2 separate regions of the Rattus norvegicus genome follow, and region 1 is linked to region 2. The links are chromatin contacts, called in public Hi-C maps. All regions are on one chromosome and are shown on one strand. Each heading gives the region's core, a stretch centred on a gene start, on an enhancer-like site or on the middle of the called end of the contact. The rest is flanking DNA. Distances are from core to core; before and after follow the strand shown.

Region 1 (3,353 bases), core at 198-2,697, 93 kb after region 2:
TGGGTTCCCTCACAGACACGCAGCTTCAGCACTGAGAAACCCTTTTCAAGGCTCACTTAAACCTGAAGCTCTGTGTTTGGCTAGGAAGTGGTCAGTGGCTCTCGGTCCATCTCCCTTACATTGACAGATTATTTTTCCTTTCTTGTTTTGAGACAGAGTTCAGGTTGGCTTTGAACCCATTGCATAGTTTAGGCTGCTCTGTAAACCAACTGGCATTATAGGCATTTACCATCACACTAGTTGATGAACTTTTGGTGGTTATTTTCTTTCTATCTCTGCTGGTAACCGCCAGAATGAACTAAGGGATCAACTGTTTTGCATTTTCAACTGCTTGTGCCCACAGGGCCTGGATTGTCCCTTTGTGCCCACACCTCTGCCCTCTTCCTCTCCATTTTTTTAAGCTAACCTCCAAACTGAGCCCTTTCCTCTTGACCCGCCAGACCAGCTCGGGCAGCTGAGCATGCCCAGTTCCGCAGCGAGCATGGGCCCCAGTCCCCAGTGCGCAGGTGCCACGTCTCCGGGTTTTGGTGGCCGCCGCCAAGCAGGAGAGGGAGGAAACCGAGTGGCCTCTGTAGGAGGAAGCCCTCGGGGAGTTCCGGAGCGACTCCTGTGTAGGGTCTCCACAAAGGGTGCCGCTGGATGCACACGGCCAGGCGGCCTCAGCAGGACTTAGGGCACCCGGATGTCGGTTCCAGGCACAGGGAGAGCTGGCCACAGCGGTCCCCAGCATCCCTGGGACCGAAGTCTAAGGGTGGAGTTAGGTGCACGTCTTAGGATCACTTGGGGGAAGACTTTGGAAATCACTTTCTGGCTCAGTGTAAGCCTGCTGTAGTACTTCCTCCGGCAGATTGTTTCTCGGGCTGAATGAATAAAATCCCTTTGCTGCAGTGTACAAGCTCTCCGTGTTTGTTCAATGTAACATAGACGAAAGCCCAGTTCCCGCTCCCGGTTCTGGCTGGCTCGCGCCCCCTCCTCCAGGGCCGGGCACCCGCTGAGTCGTGGCCAGCGGCGCGTGGTGTCCCGCTGAGGGCTCAGCTCAGTCCGCACGGGCACGCGCCCATACCCTGCACCGGGAAGGCGGCGGCGACCCCGGGACAGCCAACCCCCACCCCGGCCGGCCCGCGCGGCCCCGGTCCACCCCCAGCCCCGCCGGGCGCCGCACTGGGCATGCTCCGTAGCCCGGGCAGGTTGGGGCTGCGAGGCGACGGCTTGGGCTCCGGAGGCAGCGTCGCGGCCGGGAGCAGGGGCGGCGGGCCCGGGGCCGCACGGGGCCCGGCTCGGCGGGAGCGGCGGGCGGGCGGAGCCCTGGGCAGCGGGCGGACGAGGTGAGCGCGGCGGGGAGGCGCAGGCCGGTGGGGGGCGGAGGCGGCGGAGGGCGGGGCGGCGCCGGAGGGGCTCGGCGGCCGCGGCGGCGGGGAGGGGGTGGCGGCGCGCGAGCGGCTAAGGAGCCGCGCCGCAAACAGGCTCTCACAGGCGCGCACACAGACACGCGCGCGCGCACACAGCGGGGTTCCCGGAGGCGGCGGTGGCCGCATCCCCAGCAGCGACTCGCCTCGAAGTGACAGGTAGGAGAAGGCGCTTTGGGTCCCGCCCGGGGATGCTCCCGCCGCTCCCAGCCCGCCGGGTTACTCGGCTTCCCGCGGGCGCGTCCCGGACGCGCGCGCGCGCCCCCGGATGCCCTGCCGAGGACCCGGTGCAGGTGCGGGGTGCGAGGCGTCCTGCGCGGGAGGCAGGGGACCCCGCCGCCACCCGCCTACCCAACAATCATCTGCTACTGGGTTTCCTCTGCCTACCCGGACGTTCACCCTCTTCTGCGCTAGAAATAGCTCGGCTCGACGTGTATATGATTATTTTGGTTGGAAATAGTTGGCACTGTGCAACGCATGTAAATGTGTGTGCGTGTGCATTTCAGCGTCTTCTGGGGGCAGCTTACAAATGATAGACTGTTTCCAGTTGACACTGACAGGCTAAGCGCTCCTTTAGGGCAGTTTTTTGGCCCCCTAAAAGCATGTAAAAGAACATCGCTTTATTTTCAGAAGTTTAAAGTTGTTTTTTCTTAGTCAATTAGACCCTGTCTATATTGTACGGTTTCTGAGTTTAGACTTTGTAAACTACTGAATCTAAGTGTGAAAACACAGAATTTTCCAATTGAACAACTCCAGAGTTATAGATCCAGCATTTTCTAGAAAGAAAGGCAAATGTCTTATATTTCCACAAATATCCATGCATTTGGGATATGACTTTTTTTTTCTTTTTTTTTTTTCTTTTGGTTCTTTTTTCCGGAGCTGGGGACAGAACCCAGGGCCTTGCGCTTCCTAGGCAGGCGCTCTACCACTGAGCTAAATCCCCAACCCCTGGGATATGACTTTTAAAAACCCCTAACCTCCTATAGTGATTCTTCCTATTTCTCTAAAGCAAGGGGCTTGAGATTTAATTTGGGGCAAAACATTTTTTGGACAGTCGCCATTTTTGAAGTAAAAGTGGGATGCATGGTGGTCTGTAAATCTAAATTGTCCATTTGTGGAGATAGTAATGTTTTGAATAACCGTGGTTGACAATAACGTCCAAGCATAGGCAGGAGTACAGTGCTTTGAAAAAGAATCGAATTTCTCTTTTTAAAGGGAAATCAGAGCATAAAATAAGATGATGGGGAAGAGCAGCCAGTGACTTTACCTGGGCAGACTTCATGGAGCTCAGAAAGTGAATTACTTTTTAGGATAGGAAGAGTGTGTGTGTGTGTGTGTGTGTGTGTGTAAAATTTCAACTTAGTCCTTTGAGTATTTTAAAGACCGATGTCTTTTTAAAGATGTGTTTGAACTGAGAACCTAATGTTTTGAACCCTTCAAACTTCGTTTTCCCAAGTTGCAGATTGATACAGAGGCTCAGAAATTCAGCTCACCAGGACCTTGTGGTGTAATCCCTGACTGTCTGTGTTATGTAATCTAGAATTTTTTCCCCCCACAGAACAGTCTTGCATATTTTTCAACTGGTGTATTGATCTGTTATATCATCTTTTTACGCTGTAGACATTTAATATGTGACTGGTGTCTGTGGGGGAAACCTCTTGTAAGAAAAAAATTACTTTAAAAATAGAATAGCATTTCTGAGCATTTTTATGTTGGTGAAACTTGGTTGGCAGAATGAGTATGTCTTTACATGTAGCAGTGTGCTGCAGAGTGCTGGGTGTCTGGTTCCTGGGTGTGCTTCCCCCCCCCCGCCCCCCCCACCCCCGTTTTATTACTCAGCCATCAGAACTTAGTTTTGATTTAGCTTTGATGATATCACTACCAGCCCTGAATTAATCGCGGTGGAAATGCTGTTTTACAAGGAACTGTCAAAACAGAATTTCAAAA
Region 2 (3,126 bases), core at 270-2,769:
TAAAGATAAGAATGACCCACACAAAAGAAGCTATGGAGAAGGCCCTAAAGAAGAGGTAGAACTTTTGGCTGTTCCAGAGACAGAGGGTAGCTATGCCAGCAGTAATGGACATATGCTAAAGTGTCAGCCATGCCCTTCCTCTTGGCTACCACACTCATAAACTAATGGTCTCCAAGAAATTGGTATTTCTTCCTAGATCTCATTGTGAGAGAAGGAAAAGGCTGAAGACGAGTGCCAGCCAGAGGGGTATCCTTTGAAGGATATTTTGAACAATTCTGAAGAAGCAGCAGAACACATTTTCTGGAGAAACTGGAGCTATGATTGTGGTGGGTAAATGATTGACAGGATAATGCCTTACTGCTTAGCTGTGCATAACTCTGTCCCTCACTCAAATTTTCTGTGGGAATGAGAGAGAGAGAGAGAGAGAGAGAGAGAGAGAGAGACAGAGACAGAGACAGAGACAGAGAGACAGAGACAGAGAGAGAGACAGAGAGACAGAGAGAGAGACAGAGAGAGAGACAGAGAGACAGAGAGACAGAGAGAACACATGACTGCTTCTGGGTATAGAAGGAGCAATTTTATTGTATATATGAGAGACAACATAGTCAGAGGCATCTGGAAGGGTCTTGACTGAAATGGGCTGGAGGCAGGGGGACAAAAAGCAAGAGAGGAAAAGAAGACAGAGAGGAGAGGAGGCCTAAGAGAGGAGCCACAGATCAGGTGGCCCAGAGGCCAACATCAAAAAAAGTATCTTGTGTCCAAAATGGCTGAGATTATATAGAGAGCAGAGTAACTGTGGGAAGAACAACCCAGGCCCTGGAGAGAGTAGGGTAGGGGCTGGGTATGTCAGTCAGGATGACTCTAACAAGTACTGGGCTATGCTGAGAGAACCTTTCAGCAAGCTTCCACTTGGATATGTTAGACAAGTACCTCAGTGAGCCATTTTCCTGAGTCTGAAACCTCACAGGGACCTCAGAAGACAAACCTTCAGGAGTCATGTGATGGCTTTATCCTGCATCCCAGTGCGGCCACACTGGCTAAATTTCCTTTTTCTGAGTTTTTCACTATTATTGTTTGTTTAATTATCTTATTGGGGACAAATGGGCAAATCTGGCATATTAGGGCTATTGGGGTTCAGGCTCTGCCCCTAATAACTCTAGTAACAAGGCCGGTAGGCTTGGAGTACAGGGAATAAAATGAAGAATATCAGATAAAACTGAAGAGGTAAAAGGACCACATCTAAGCCACTCCAAGGCCGCAAGGACACTGGAGTGGCCGGCAGAGAAAGCCATTCATTGTGTTCTTTTGTCTCAGGTCCAGGTCAAGCAAGGCCAACGGGAAAGCTGCTGTAAGAAAACAGTTTAATCCTAAACATTTGATAAGGAAATGGGAGCAGGGAGCAGGGCAGAGAGGTTCCTGTGCTTGGGGGATGGGAAGGAGTGAAGTAGGAAGGAGATTCCCCAAGGCTGGGCAGGAAATGGAAGCCTGCAGTCTCCCATGCTGAGAGCCAAGGCCAGCCTTTGTCTCCTGCAGGAGGGGCAGGACTTCCAGGAGACAGCTGCAAGAACCCCTGGGAGGCTTTCTCTAAACACTGTGGCCTTGGCCTTGGCAATGATCCCTTGTCAAGGAATTGTAGGGAACCCAGCAATCTCTGTTTCCAATCACTGTGCACACTCAGACAAAGTGTTGACCTTGGAAAGAACAAGGGGAGGACTCAAAAGATTCCCTTCCTTAGGTCTCCTCTGCTCTCCCCTGAGATCTTAGAAGATTCACAGCCATCAGAGAAATGTCCAGAAACTCAATGCTGCTCACACTCCAGTCATCTGAAGTATATCCGCCGAGTCTCAAAAATATTATAGCAAGTAAAAGAAACCAGACGCATCCATGAAGTTCACAGACAGGTAGAGCTAATCTCTGATACAAATCAGCACAGCGGGCTTCTCTGAGGGCTGGAGTGGACAGTTAAGTGGTTGCTAAGTGGGCACGGGAGCCTGACTGGAGGAAAGGAATGCTAAGACTCCAACACAGGCCAGCTGTCTGCTGAAGCTATTCACATGATGCCGCCATGGAACATCAATTCAGGTTCTTCTGGATCCCGTGGTTAAAAAGAGAATGGCTGTGATGAAGGAAATGGAGAAAGAAGAAATTAAAGGTCAGGTTAGCCCAGGCTAGACTGCCGAGTAACACCCATATCATGTTTCCTGTCTGAAACATGATCCATGAAAAGAGGATCTAGATTGTGACAAGTCCAAGTGAAGCACAGAGTGTTCCAAGAGGCTGACAGTAAGCCAGGCGGCAACATGTCTGAAGGCTGAATTCTAATGCAGACAGGGTCAGCCTGCCTGAGCAAAAGGAGCTCTGAGTTGAGGAGAAGCCAAGGAGGCAGGTGGACTGGAAGAACGAACCCCTCTGACCCATCAGCCGCCTCAACTTAACTCTTCCTTTCACTTTAAAATTCACAATGAGCCACCAAATGCTGGCGCAACCTCTGTAGAAAGCACTTGTCATGGTGAAACCTGGGGACACTTACTAAGAAACATGGACTTTTCTTGGCCACACCAAGCCAACTGGTTAATTGGGTAGATTCCTGCTGACTGTGTGTGTAGGCTACTGAGGCTCCTCTCATCACTGTTCCAACCGAGGGAGCAGGAAACCCTTTCAGACACACTGTTCTCTTCAGGAAATAAGGGACAAAGGTGCTTCCCTGAGGACACTTGGAAAGTGATATTTCCTCATGCCAGAGGACATGGTGAGGTGATTTTTTTTTCCAAAACACTGGGTTAAAGTAATCTGGTGAACTCTTCATTCTTTTGTACCTCTCTGTCTCTATCTCTCTGTCTCTCTAACTCTCAGTCTCTGTCTCTATCTCTTTGCCTGTGTCCCCCCAACCCCACCCCATCCCCCAGCTCTGTTTCTCAGACAAGGTATCATGGATCCCAGACTGGAGTCAAATTCACTATGTAGCCAAGAATGTCCTTCAAACTTCATCCTGTCTCTACTTCTGGGCCTGTGTTTGCTATCCTGGTCAGTTCATATGGTACTGGGGTGGAACTAGAACTTTGTGCATGCTGGGCATCTTTATCTCTTGGCCAGTCTCTTAGCCTAGGCTGTCCCTCTTGGTCAGTG

Evidence for each region. Hi-C and Micro-C count contacts between places; a contact is called where the count stands out from the background.
Region 1: a Hi-C map of liver shows a contact between it and region 2, with 2.6 times the contacts expected there. The contact joins the promoter of Plcb4 here to the enhancer-like site in region 2. A contact is called at or near these places in 3 of 12 Hi-C or Micro-C datasets (frontal cortex, liver and mammary epithelial cells).

Annotation. Positions count from the first base shown.
Region 1 is chr3:143,404,526-143,407,878 of GRCr8, forward strand. It overlaps Plcb4 (phospholipase C, beta 4), which reads left to right and starts at 1,448. Exons shown (of 38, transcript NM_024353.2): 1 at 1,448-1,565.
Region 2 is chr3:143,311,817-143,314,942 of GRCr8, forward strand. It overlaps LOC120101678 (a long non-coding RNA gene), which reads left to right. Exons shown (of 3, transcript XR_010065397.1): 2 at 197-326; 3 at 1,736-3,126. Among named protein-coding and RNA genes, the nearest start is that of Plcb4, 93 kb to the right of the region's middle. Within about 2 kb of position 1,520, at least 10 of the 93 cell types and tissues checked have an H3K27ac peak or open chromatin away from gene starts, as enhancers often do.